Linked DNA regions of Mus musculus: regions 1, 2 and 3 are each linked to region 4. Evidence: chromatin contacts called from public ChIA-PET, Hi-C and HiChIP or PLAC-seq data. All regions are on one chromosome and are shown on one strand. Each heading gives the region's core, a stretch centred on a gene start, on an enhancer-like site or on the middle of the called end of the contact. The rest is flanking DNA. Distances are from core to core; before and after follow the strand shown.

Region 1 (2,700 bases), core at 163-2,662, 160 kb after region 4:
GGAAGGCACAATCCTGCCAGTTTATGTGGTAGGGGTCAGCAATCCTGCAGCCTATGTGAGAAGGCAGGACAGACCTGCAGTCTATTTGGGAGGCACAGAGACAATCCAGTCAGCAGGCCAACCTTGCTTCCATCAGAGCTGCTGGTCAAGCTTGCTCCAAAAGCTGTCCCCAGTGCTGGGGGTGGAGACAACTCTATGGTGGTCATTCTCTTCTGTGTCTGTTTCTCGTGCCTCATGCCCCTTCAGAGATTTATTTGTGCACCATCTGCTCCCATTTCTGTTTATTGTGGAGTGGTGGGCATGGTGAATGACAAAGTAAATCTTTAAGACCTCAGGGCCCTAGACGATCATGTGGAACAAAGTGAACTTCTTCACTTAGGACCAACTTCATCCTCTTCTCTGGGGTAAAAAATGAGCCTGTACTGGGCTTGTGCTGTTGAATATTTTGAGATGTGTCATAGCAAATATCTTAAACTCACTTGAACCCAAAAAGCATCATCAAAATGATCTAAAATACCAGGTTAATTTTTTTAAAGGGTATCTAAAAATCAGAGTGATTTAGAGCTTTAGTAACACAGAGAAGTAATTGCTACATCTAGAATTTTAAATTGTTCTTACGTCCTGTCCTTTTCCGTCTTCTAATGATGATAGAGCTCTCAGTGTCAGAAGTATCTGGGACGAAAAGGGAAAATAAAACCAGTAATCTAGAACTAAAATGGTCATAGGAATTCTCTGACTACCTAAATAGTAGAGAGTGTATGGACTATAAAGATGCTTTCATGATCTTTTCTGTCAGGATGGAGATCCTGAGTCCTTTAATCCTCTCTGCAAATCATCCCACGAATTCAATATGTAGGGACTGATGGGTCTGGCATAGATGTAATAATACAAATGTAAAATGTAACAAATATAATAAAAAGAACACTGCCTTTCAACTACAATTATTCCACCAAGCCCCAATTCATAATAATTTTGAATGGAAAAAAAAATAGGACATGGCTGCTTCTCGGTGTGGTTAAGCGGGATCCTTGCAGACCATGTAGGGAGAGCATTGTCAGGGGCATTTGGAAGACTGTAGATGGAAAATGGCCAGCAGGCTGAAAGGGTCCTGAGAGGAGGTGGGAGCAGGAGCCAGAGAACAGAGAGGTGGGGCAAGTGCACCAAGAAATATCCAGGAGCTGAGCTGCCAGGAAAGGCAAGGCCAAGAGGGCAAGAGAGCTTTTGTTCAAAATGGCTGAGGTTAAATGGGATCAGAAGCAGGAAATGGGGGGTGGAGGGGTGGAAGGTGGGTTGCGGGTGAGGGGTGGGGGGAGGGGTGTTAGAGTAGGGACAGGGGTGAGAAGTGCTGGGAGGAGCCACAGGGGCTAAGTGAGACTTGTTCCAGGTTTGTTCAAGACCTGATAGATTTCTTTTGGTTTTTCAAAACCTCCAGATGGTCTCCCAGGTGGCGTATGGTATGCTGTGCCGTGTGGTCACAATAAAGCACGTCAGAGAGCAGAAGTTCTGAGATTAGATACTGAACTGGAGTGAAGACAAGTCGGCCTTTGCTTTTCACCCCAGTTCCGCAGCTCAGTACTGAGCTCCAGGCTTCTGAAAGCATTGTTTTATGGATTCGGACTCGGTGAAATGTAGTGGTTGGCGAGCATGGGGACCCGAGTTTGATTCAGAACACATGGGGTATTTTTGGTTTTTTTAAAGCCGCACATGATGCTCATAACCCCAGTACTAAAGACGTAGAGACACACAAGTCCTTGGGGCTCACTGGCCAACCAGCCCAGCATACTTGGTGGGCTCCAGGCCAGTGAACGTATCTGTTTCATAGATAACCACTGAGGAATGGCGCCCAAAAAATGACATCCTCTTTTCTATACACATGTGTGTGTGCATATACACAGAGACAAAGAAACAGAGAGACAGAAACAGACAGAGATAGAGAAGGTGTGCTATCCTAGTACCCTCTCACTGCAGAAATGTCACCGAGAGAGAGTCTCAGTGTAAGATGTGGAATAAAGGAAAAAAGAAAATCCTAGAAGGAAGAAAGTAGGAAAAAAGTTGCAAAGCTCTGGAATGCCAGGGTAGGAAGGTCTCTGCCCTTGGAACCATGTTTGTCCTTTCAAGTCTGTGTGACCTCTAAGTTAAGATTTTATCCTCACCACCTAAGCCTGAAGCTGAGAAACTTTCACCCCAGGGCCATCTCTGCTGGGACTGGCCCTCTGTTCCTTTTGGGGTCTTCTGTACATTTTAAATTCTGGTCAATAGGTTTTGACAGCAGCACTTTTCCTTCCGGGTCATTATGGGAGGGAGTATGAGGCAAAGATGAGACTCTTCTACCTGACTGTTTCCCTGATGACCACTGGGACTAGAGACCAGGTGACTCTTCATCTAAAAATCTGTAGGATGTTTATTGAGGGAAAAAAAATGGAACTCCAATTAAATATTAAAAGGCTTTTACTATATGAAATCATTAACATTTTGGACTCATCTGTTAAAGAACCTAGCCTGCCTGATTGACATAAAAGTTAGGGTAGGAATTACCTAAAATTAAAGGCAAATTTATGTTGTACTTTGAAGAATAGAGCCTAGAATTAGAGTCTCTTGTTGAATACACAGTTCATTCGCTCTCCTGAAGAGCCCTTATTTTCTCTTACCTCCTCCTCTGTCTCTTCTCAGTGTTGGAGGTTTTCTGGAATATGCAGGTGC
Region 2 (2,700 bases), core at 156-2,655, 140 kb after region 4:
CCTCACATAGATGCCTGTAAGACAGGATAAACTGAGGAGCCAGCTCGGAAAACACCTGCTCTTGGCCTACGGTCAGGCTGGATCTGGGGCTCAGGCTCAGTCAGGAAGGTTTACATTTCCCTGTGAGTCACCAAGGGCCACACATCCACCTGACAGGCAAGGACAGAGACTAGTTGACATTGCCCTTTGACCTTTTCCTAAAAAGAATTCATTTATTTATTTTAGGAGTACTGGTGTTTTGCGGGGTGTTTTGTTGGTCTGTGGACAGCATGCATGTTTTCTGCCTACAGAAACCAGAAAAGGACATTGTCTCTCCTAGAACTGGGGTTGTGAGCCACCCTGTGGTTGCTGGGGATGGAACCTGGGTCTTCTGGAAGAGCAGCAGCTAGTGCTCTTAACCACAAAGCTGTCTCCCCAGCCCTTAACATCACCTTTTAAAGTATTCTACTGTAATATTAAAAGAAAAGAGAATAGCAAAGGAAGGTCTCTGAGACACAAACAGGATTTTTTCTCCTCCTTTTACTGTGCTCCAGGGTAGAGCCAACTTGCATTTTAGAAAGGTGAGTGAGGACACAAAGTTCCCTACTGGGCTCTTGTGAATCCACCCAGGAGGAAGCTATCACCACAGCCAGTCCTGTCTTTTGTCAACAACATCGCTCTTCCAGCTCATGATAGCTAGCTATAAAATATTCACATATTTTTGACACATGGCTATTGGATGTTAAAAGTGGTTTGGAAATATAATCCAGAGGGAATAGCTAGATTACACATAGACAGTAGAACTGTAGGGAAAATGCCTATTTGTTGATAACAAAAGAACCTATTGAGGCTAGGGAGATGGTTCAGTGGTTAAAATTGCCTGCTGCTTTTTCATGAGGCCCAGGTTCAGGTCTCAGAGTCTACAAGGTGGCATCTAAGCACTTGTTAACTCCAGTTCTGATGTCCCCGTTTGGTCTCCATGGGCTCCAGGCACAGGCACACATGCAGGCAAACACCCATGCTCATAAAACAAAAATAAATCTTAAAGAAAGAACTGTGTTGTAGGAGGAAGGTCAGTCACAATGGGTGATAGAGCAGTAGTTCTGTACCTTAACAATGATCATTTTCACTGTATTTTTTTTTATCTATAGTCCTTTATTTCTCATTGCAGTCCAGTGAGAGAAATTTTATTCTCATTTCATAAAAGAGGAAGTTCAGTGTTAGAGAGTCTGACAGAGATGACAGAGCAACTGACTTGGGGTTTAGCTATGAGTGTCACCCCATCAGGGTTCTCACATTGACAACCTGGTCCTTCACTTGGTATATGAGAATAAGATATTCTCGATCATAGAGGGAGCTGCCCTCAGGAGGGATGATGGTAACTCTCATGGGACCCCAATTGCTGGCTTCCTGTCTTATGATATGATCTCTTCCTCCTACACGTTCTCTTGTCATGAAGCCACCTACCAGCAGTCTCTTACCAAAAGCCACACAATAGGCTGCACGATCTTGACTTTTTAGCCCCTAAATCTGTAAGTTAAATAGAGTAGCCTTACTTGAATACTAAAATAGAGCCAGGAACAGTGGGCTAATATACTGGTAAACACAAAGTTTGAGTGTATCTTTCTTCCAATTCAAATATCTGCCCCACCCTTTTAACTTAGATTAAAGTTTGACAGATGTTGCAGGTAACAGACCCACAAAGGTTGATGATGAATCTCTCAGACATGTACATTTCCTGCCCAGCTGTGGAAGTTTTCACTCTGGTATGAGATACTAGATGGACATCTTATGGGCCCTTTTCTCAAGGGGAATGGGAGGTAGCCTGATAAGCTATGGTTTTATATTTAAACACGCAAAACTGCAACTTGGGGCAGAGCTCATGATAGAATGCTTCCCTAATATGCACAAAGCCCTGGGTCTAGCCTCTCTGGGGTGTGATGCAGATAGACACAGGATAAACACAGCAACCCCGAGACTCTTCTGAGTAACCACCATCCAACACAGTCAGCCCTTGACTGGCATCTGCAAATGTCATCTCGCTGTGCTGAAACTGTTACAAGGAGTACACTCGACACATACGACTCAGTTGGTTCCCTCCTGGGCATCTACAGAGAGAGGTGCCTTCATAATTCATGGCTGTTAGAAATTCTGGCACTAGACTCAGGTAGTCTCTACCAGGTGAGTAATGCCAAGATCTCTCTCTCTCTCTCTCTCTCTCTCTCTCTCTCTCTCTCTTTCTCTCGTCCTTGCTATCCTGGAACTCAATCTGAAATCCAGGCTGGTCTTGATCTCAGAGATCTGCTTGTCTCTGCCTCTCAAGTGTTGGGATTAAAGGAGCGTGCCACCACAGCCCGGCTCATGCCCTCTTCTTATTGTTAATTTGGCCTCACAACCTCTCACCTCATTAACAGGCATGACATTACCTATATCTCGAGTCCCATAAACTAGATCCGGGATGAGACACCCTCAACACAGGTGCCTGCCCCCTACACTGTGGCTTTGAAAGGCACCGAAGATCTGAAACTCACCTTGCTTAAATTTCTCCTTATCCAGGAAGCCCTGAGCGTTGCCACATACCACAGGAAGCTCAGCTCCTCCAAAATCCGCATTTTCTTCTCTGGGGATTCTCGGACCTGCAGGGACACATTTCACTTTATTCTAGAACCGTGCGGGACCTTCCCTCCACCCACTTTGGTATCTTACTTGTACAACTAAAAA
Region 3 (2,700 bases), core at 51-2,550, 210 kb before region 4:
AAAACCTGGCGGAAGCAGCCAGCGATCGGTGGCTACCAGGAATAACTGAGGTCGTCACGGTCTCGGTCCCTCACACCCTTCCGGATACGTCCCTGGCACCTATTCTGTGTTTTTGCCAGGAACTTCGATTGCCTTCCTCCCTTCCACACCGAGCCTCCTGTATAGCTCCCCCTCTCCTAAAGCTCTGAGGACAATCCTACCAGGACAAACTTGTCCTAAAGCTACAGTCACCCCGCCCCCCAGACTCAGTTCTTCCCACGCACACCACCCAAATTTTTGCATCTTCTATCCCAGTTTCCAACTCCTACATTGTTGTTGTTTAGAGCAGTTCAACTCTACTTCTTACCCACTTCCCACCAGTTGTACCCTCAGATACCCCACCCCCGATCTCATGTGCAGTCAGGATCTGGCCAGACAGACTCAATTCCATGTCCAGAGCATGTCCACCTTAGGCTGAGAAGCCTTGTGCTGGGGACCTCCCAGCACCGGGCCTCAGTTTACCTCAACAGAGTTGGGTGGCCTAAACGGGTTCAACCGGTCTAAAGGGACGCCTTCCCCAGTGCCCAGCCTGACCCCACACGCAGCCTCACCTGGTCGTCCCGGCCCCGCAGCTTGCAGGGCTCTGCAGGCCGCCTCCTGGACCGCCAGGCTGGAGGCGGGACAGCCGGGACGAAAGGCTGCTGCTTGCACCGGGCCCCCGACCTGGCGGCCGAACACCGTGCGCAGCAGCGTCTCGAGCAGCTGCAGTTCGGGCGCCCTCGCGTCATCCGCACCCGTGTCGGCCACCAGCACTCCGACCAGCGCGGCGCCCTCACACCTCCGGTCGCGCACGTCCCGCAGCATCTCCCGCAGGCGGCGCCGCGACTCCCGGGAGGTCAGCGATCCGACGCGGCACAGCACGAAAACGAGCGGCGAGCGAATGGCTCGCTCCGCCTTCGCCCCCGGAGCCCCGTGCGACTCGGTGGCCGCCGCGGTGCCCGCGCTCTCGGCCTCTGCGCAGCCCGGCTTGCCCGGCGCGGACTCCGGCGGGAACACGGCACCGGCGAAGTCCCTCAGCAGCGCGCGGCTCTGCTCGCGCTCCCACAGCTCGCCCACCAGCAGCACCTGCCCGCGGCCACCCGCCGCCTCCACCAACGCCTGGAAGGGTGGCTCCGCCGGGCTCGCGGGCCGCGGGGCCAGCGCCTCCAGCTCGCTCTCCATGCTGGCCGCCGCCTCCTGCGCCGAGCTGGGAGCTCCGCCGCTGCCTCGGCCGACACGCCCCCGAGGGCCGAGCCGCCCAGACCCCCTGCGCACTCCTGTCCCGCCGCACTGAATTTATCATTCACTCATTCGTTCATTTAGATACCCAGTAACACACTCAGTAGTTTAGGACTACTAAGCATTTAGGACATCTAGAAAGTACAGGCTCTTGTGGGGGACTGAGGATGAGTGGACATTATTAACCTGACTAATGTACCCTCTTAGGGTAAGATGGTTTTGTTTGTTTATGCGTTTTATTTGTTTTATGTGTATGGATATTTTGCTTAAATGCATCTGCACTAGTACCAGCGTCTGATCTCCTGGATCTGGAGTTGTGAATGTTTATAATCAACTACATGGGTACTGGGAACCCAATCCAGGTCCTCTGCAAAAGCAGTCAGTGCTCTTAATCGGTAAACCATCTCTCAGATTTTTTTTTTCTTTCTTTCTCCTGAGACACGATCTCACCATCCTAGCCTAGAATCTGGAGACCCTTTAGCTTCAGTTTAGGATTACAGTCTGTACCACCATTTCTAACTTCTGGAGCTATTTCGGAGTAGTCCTACAGGGTTTGGCGTCAGGGCCTGCTTTTCCAGTGGTGTAAGCTTTGGAGCCCAGTTGGAGCAGAAGAGTGAGTGAGAACGGGAGAGAGATGGGAAGCATAACATCCTAGCTTCAACTCTGTCGCTGTGATAAAAATACCTTAACACCAAACAGTTTAGGGAAGAGAAGAAAGGGCTTATTTTAGCTCACAGTTCCTGGTTGTAGCCATCACTGCAGGGAAGTCACAGAGGCAGGAGCTTCCAGACAGCTGGCCACAACACACCCACACCCATGAGTGAAGAGATAGGAATATTTTTGTACAATCACACCAATGAAGGGTGTCACACCCTTCAGGCTGGGTCTTCCCTCATCAGTTAAGGTGATCAAGATAATCCTGGCCATTCCCAGACCTGCTCACGGGGCAAGCTGACCTAGACTGTCCCCTTTTGAGACTCTCTCCCCAGGTGATTCTGGGTTGTGTTTCCTTGATAATTAGAATTAACCATCACCCAGGGGACCTCCTCTACCACTTCTCTTCAGCCTCCAATACTTCCTCCAAATGGATCAAGATCATCCTTTCCACAAACACTTGTTGCATTTGGGTACCACCTGATGTCATGTGAGGCTGTTGTTCCCCATGGGCCAGAATCTAGAACAAGTCTAGAGCAACCCGTCCCTTGTGACCCCTTCAGAAAAGCCAGTTACATTATGATGCACAATACTAGCAGAGTGATAGCTATGGAGTAGCAATGAGACTAACTTTTTGGTTGGGAGTCACCACAACTTGAGGCCCTGTATTAAAGGCTTGCAGAGTTAGGAAGGTTGAGAGCCACTGATCTAGAAGTGGACATGGGATGCTGGCGTGCTCTGGTGTTGGTCTATAGGTGTAAGGTGTGTACATGTATATGCATCTATGAC
Region 4 (2,700 bases), core at 138-2,637:
TAATCAGCTCAAGTACAGATATCTTAAAAGGTGGCTCACAGTGCTTTTTATAGAGTGCCACCTTCCAGGTCAGGCAGGAATCGTATGAACTGAGTAAGGTGTCAGAAAGCAAAGAAGCCATCACAGACCAATTGGGCTCTGCCAAAAGAACAAAGGAGCACACAATGGCCTGAGGTGGGACAACTTAAATATAGAAAAGTAAAGTTTACAATGGGCTAAACCAGCTTTGTGTTGGTTTATATACTGGCGGTCAACCTGACAGGATGAGGATCATCTAAGAGGCAAGCTCCCCAGCACACCTGTGAGGAACAATCTAGCCTAGGTAGCCTCAGCATGCTCGTTAAGGTGAGAAGGCAAGGTCGCCTCAACAATGATACCATCACCCCACGGGCTACAACTACTGTCATGGACAAAACAGAAAGGAAAAGTGAGCGGAGAACTGACTACCAGCACTCCTGACCAGCCCGTCCACCCTGACCCCCTCACCCACCCTCCAACTGAGTACAAAGTTAACCCTTCCTTCCTTGGACTGCTTTTGTCAGGACTATTGCAGGAAAAGTAACTAATATAACATCCAATATAGATTTTGAGTTAACGATGATGCTCAAACAATATATTCGCTCCTTATTCAAGTTAGTGGGCTAGAACACCAATGCACTAAAGCACGGCGCTGGCTTTCACCAGACTGTAGCTGTGAAAAGCCTGTGCAGTGCATACACGGCAGATGCATGAGGAACACGGGGAGCGCGGGGAGCAGCCTCGCCGAGCTGTGTGCAGGGAGAGAGGAGGAGCCTCAGAAAGCAGGAAAGATGCAAGGCTAATGGCTGAGGTGGGGTTGTGGGTAGGGCAGGCTTGCTGTCTCAGGTCCCAAGCCAAGCTTCATTCTAGGCCTTTCCTTCTTACCTCCTCGGCCAAGGACTCTGCTCACCAGCCCAGAGAGTTTTATGCTTTCTCTCTCAAAAATCTTATTTCAGCTTCCAGTGACAGCACATGCTTTTAATACTTTGTTCAAAAATTAGGGGTAGGTAGATCTTTTAAGTTCAAGACCAGCAGGGGTTACACAATGAGAATACAAAGGTTTTTGTTGTTGTTGTTTTTAATTCTATACATTGTTTAAAAATTATTTACATCAAAGCTACCATGAAGTAATAGGAAGTGTTAACGTTTAGATTTCAATAAACCTTTGGTTTCTATAACAAAGGAAATTCTGGTCAGTATCACACTGTTCTAAGAACAGTCAGATTTCAGACTATTCATATAGCATATTTTCCACAGGGACACTGGACCGATACAACAGTAACGGGTGAAGAAGCAACACAGATGGGTAGGAACAGAGAGGAGGAAGTAGGAGGAGCTGGCATGTGACATGTCACTGACTCATGCTTTGTCTAAACAAGTCTGAACTTGGGGGAAGTGTTAAACCATAGATACAAACCAAGTGAGGTAATGTGTAGGGAGCAAGGTCGTTCACAGCAGCAGTCAGTCACTGCAGTGGGCAAACATGCTTGCCCACTGGTTTAGCAAACACTGCCGATGCTGGAATGAGCTCAAGGGGTACCAGACAATAGTAGTGTGGAATTGACCAACTACCTACCCTGCCAGCCAGGTAGGCTCAGTGCTCAGAACGAAGAGGGTCTTTTCACTTTTGTTAGTTTAGATCTAAGTTTTGATTTTGTTTCTGAAATGGACAACTACCCAAATCAAATGCCTACTTAGCCTAGGAATAACTCCAGAAAGATGTGTAGTGACCTAGCAGCACATGTGCTCCTGAGTGAGGGTGAGCAGCATGCATGCCCCCACCCCCCAGCACCCCAAGAAGGCTTTCACTGCTGTGTGAGGTGTGAGGTGAGCTGAGGTGCAGAGGAGGCATCTCTGGACTCAACTTGGCTGGGATTTCAATGGACTTCAATGGTTTCTATCTCACAGAATACAAGTATGGCCACACTGGCTCTATTTCTTTCCTTCAGTTGTATTTGATTTGTGAACTTAAGGGCTCATAACTCACCCAATTTTAAGCTTGCATTCACAGGGTATTTTTGTGTTAGTCTAGCTTACAGGCCAAGACTTTAATGGGCAGTATATTCAAGATCTACGTAAAAGTGAGCTAAAACTACAGAGAATATCTTCCCATTTACCGACCTGGTTATCTTGTCCCACCCAAACAAACTTTTCTTTTTCTTTTCAGCTAAGAATATAAACTTTATCACATTGTACATACCCTTTCAATAACATGAACAAAATATTCTGTTGGGTGCAGATGTATTCAACAGTAGGAGTTCTTGTACCAATTTGTCTTCTGAGAATATTGTTGAAAATTTGAGCCACGTCTTTTTTGCCCTATTAGGAATACAATCATTAAAATATTTACCTGTCTAAGTATGAAAATGTCCATCCACCCTCAATATAAAGTCAAAGAGCCACTGTGTATTAGTTATGACTGGATATCTGACTTTACAACATTTGTAGACATTAAATTTCTAATTTTATCTATTTGTAATGACAAATTCTTAAATTTAACAGTGTGCAATTTTAATACAATTTTATCAACAAAGTGAAATCTCATTATAATCCACAAGTAATTTCAACCATCTCTAACTCTCAGAAGCATGCTGATTTGATTATGGGAAGCAGATGTTGGTAGCACACTTCCAATCTATAGGGATTTGAACCTTACAGAAGCGGATACTTCTGTTGTGAACA

What was found. Hi-C and Micro-C count contacts between places; a contact is called where the count stands out from the background. ChIA-PET counts read pairs in DNA pulled down with a chosen protein or histone mark. HiChIP or PLAC-seq counts read pairs in DNA pulled down with a chosen protein or histone mark.
Region 1: an RNA polymerase II ChIA-PET map of effector CD8 T cells shows a contact between it and region 4, with 47 read pairs. The contact joins two enhancer-like sites. A contact is called at or near these places in 2 of 484 Hi-C or Micro-C datasets (CD4 T cells and bone marrow-derived macrophages), 1 of 115 datasets of contacts at active chromatin or transcription factors (effector CD8 T cells) and 2 of 9 other capture datasets (adipose tissue and liver).
Region 2: a Hi-C map of memory CD8 T cells shows a contact between it and region 4, with 5 times the contacts expected there. The contact joins two enhancer-like sites. A contact is called at or near these places in 2 of 484 Hi-C or Micro-C datasets (CD4 T cells and memory CD8 T cells), 1 of 115 datasets of contacts at active chromatin or transcription factors (effector CD8 T cells) and 2 of 9 other capture datasets (adipose tissue and liver).
Region 3: a contact with region 4 is called in an HNF4G HiChIP or PLAC-seq map of pancreatic cancer cells. The contact joins the promoter of 2810459M11Rik here to the enhancer-like site in region 4. A contact is called at or near these places in 3 of 39 promoter capture datasets (cranial neural crest, frontonasal cranial neural crest and maxillary cranial neural crest), 2 of 115 datasets of contacts at active chromatin or transcription factors (effector CD8 T cells and pancreatic cancer cells) and 3 of 9 other capture datasets (adipose tissue, embryonic stem cells and liver).

The regions. Positions count from the first base shown.
Region 1 is chr1:85,679,058-85,681,757 of GRCm38.p6, reverse strand. It overlaps Sp100 (nuclear antigen Sp100), which reads right to left. Exons shown (of 22, transcript NM_001372231.1): 10 at 2,649-2,699; 11 at 619-672. Among named protein-coding and RNA genes, the nearest start is that of Sp100, 30 kb to the right of the region's middle. Within about 2 kb of position 1,412, at least 31 of the 459 cell types and tissues checked have an H3K27ac peak or open chromatin away from gene starts, as enhancers often do. A contact at or near this core is called in effector CD8 T cells, where this site is marked.
Region 2 is chr1:85,696,921-85,699,620 of GRCm38.p6, reverse strand. It overlaps Sp100 (nuclear antigen Sp100), which reads right to left. Exons shown (of 22, transcript NM_001372231.1): 14 at 2,511-2,615; 15 at 1-14. Among named protein-coding and RNA genes, the nearest start is that of A630001G21Rik, 38 kb to the left of the region's middle. Within about 2 kb of position 1,405, at least 58 of the 459 cell types and tissues checked have an H3K27ac peak or open chromatin away from gene starts, as enhancers often do. A contact at or near this core is called in memory CD8 T cells, where this site is marked.
Region 3 is chr1:86,044,463-86,047,162 of GRCm38.p6, reverse strand. It overlaps 2810459M11Rik (RIKEN cDNA 2810459M11 gene), which reads right to left and starts at 1,300. Exons shown (of 3, transcript NM_001144993.1): 1 at 591-1,300. The coding sequence starts at 1,200.
Region 4 is chr1:85,836,923-85,839,622 of GRCm38.p6, reverse strand. It overlaps Cab39 (calcium binding protein 39), which reads right to left. Exons shown (of 9, transcript NM_133781.5): 4 at 2,219-2,337. Among named protein-coding and RNA genes, the nearest start is that of Cab39, 45 kb to the right of the region's middle. Within about 2 kb of position 1,387, at least 174 of the 459 cell types and tissues checked have an H3K27ac peak or open chromatin away from gene starts, as enhancers often do. A contact at or near this core is called in adipose tissue, effector CD8 T cells, memory CD8 T cells and 1 more, where this site is marked.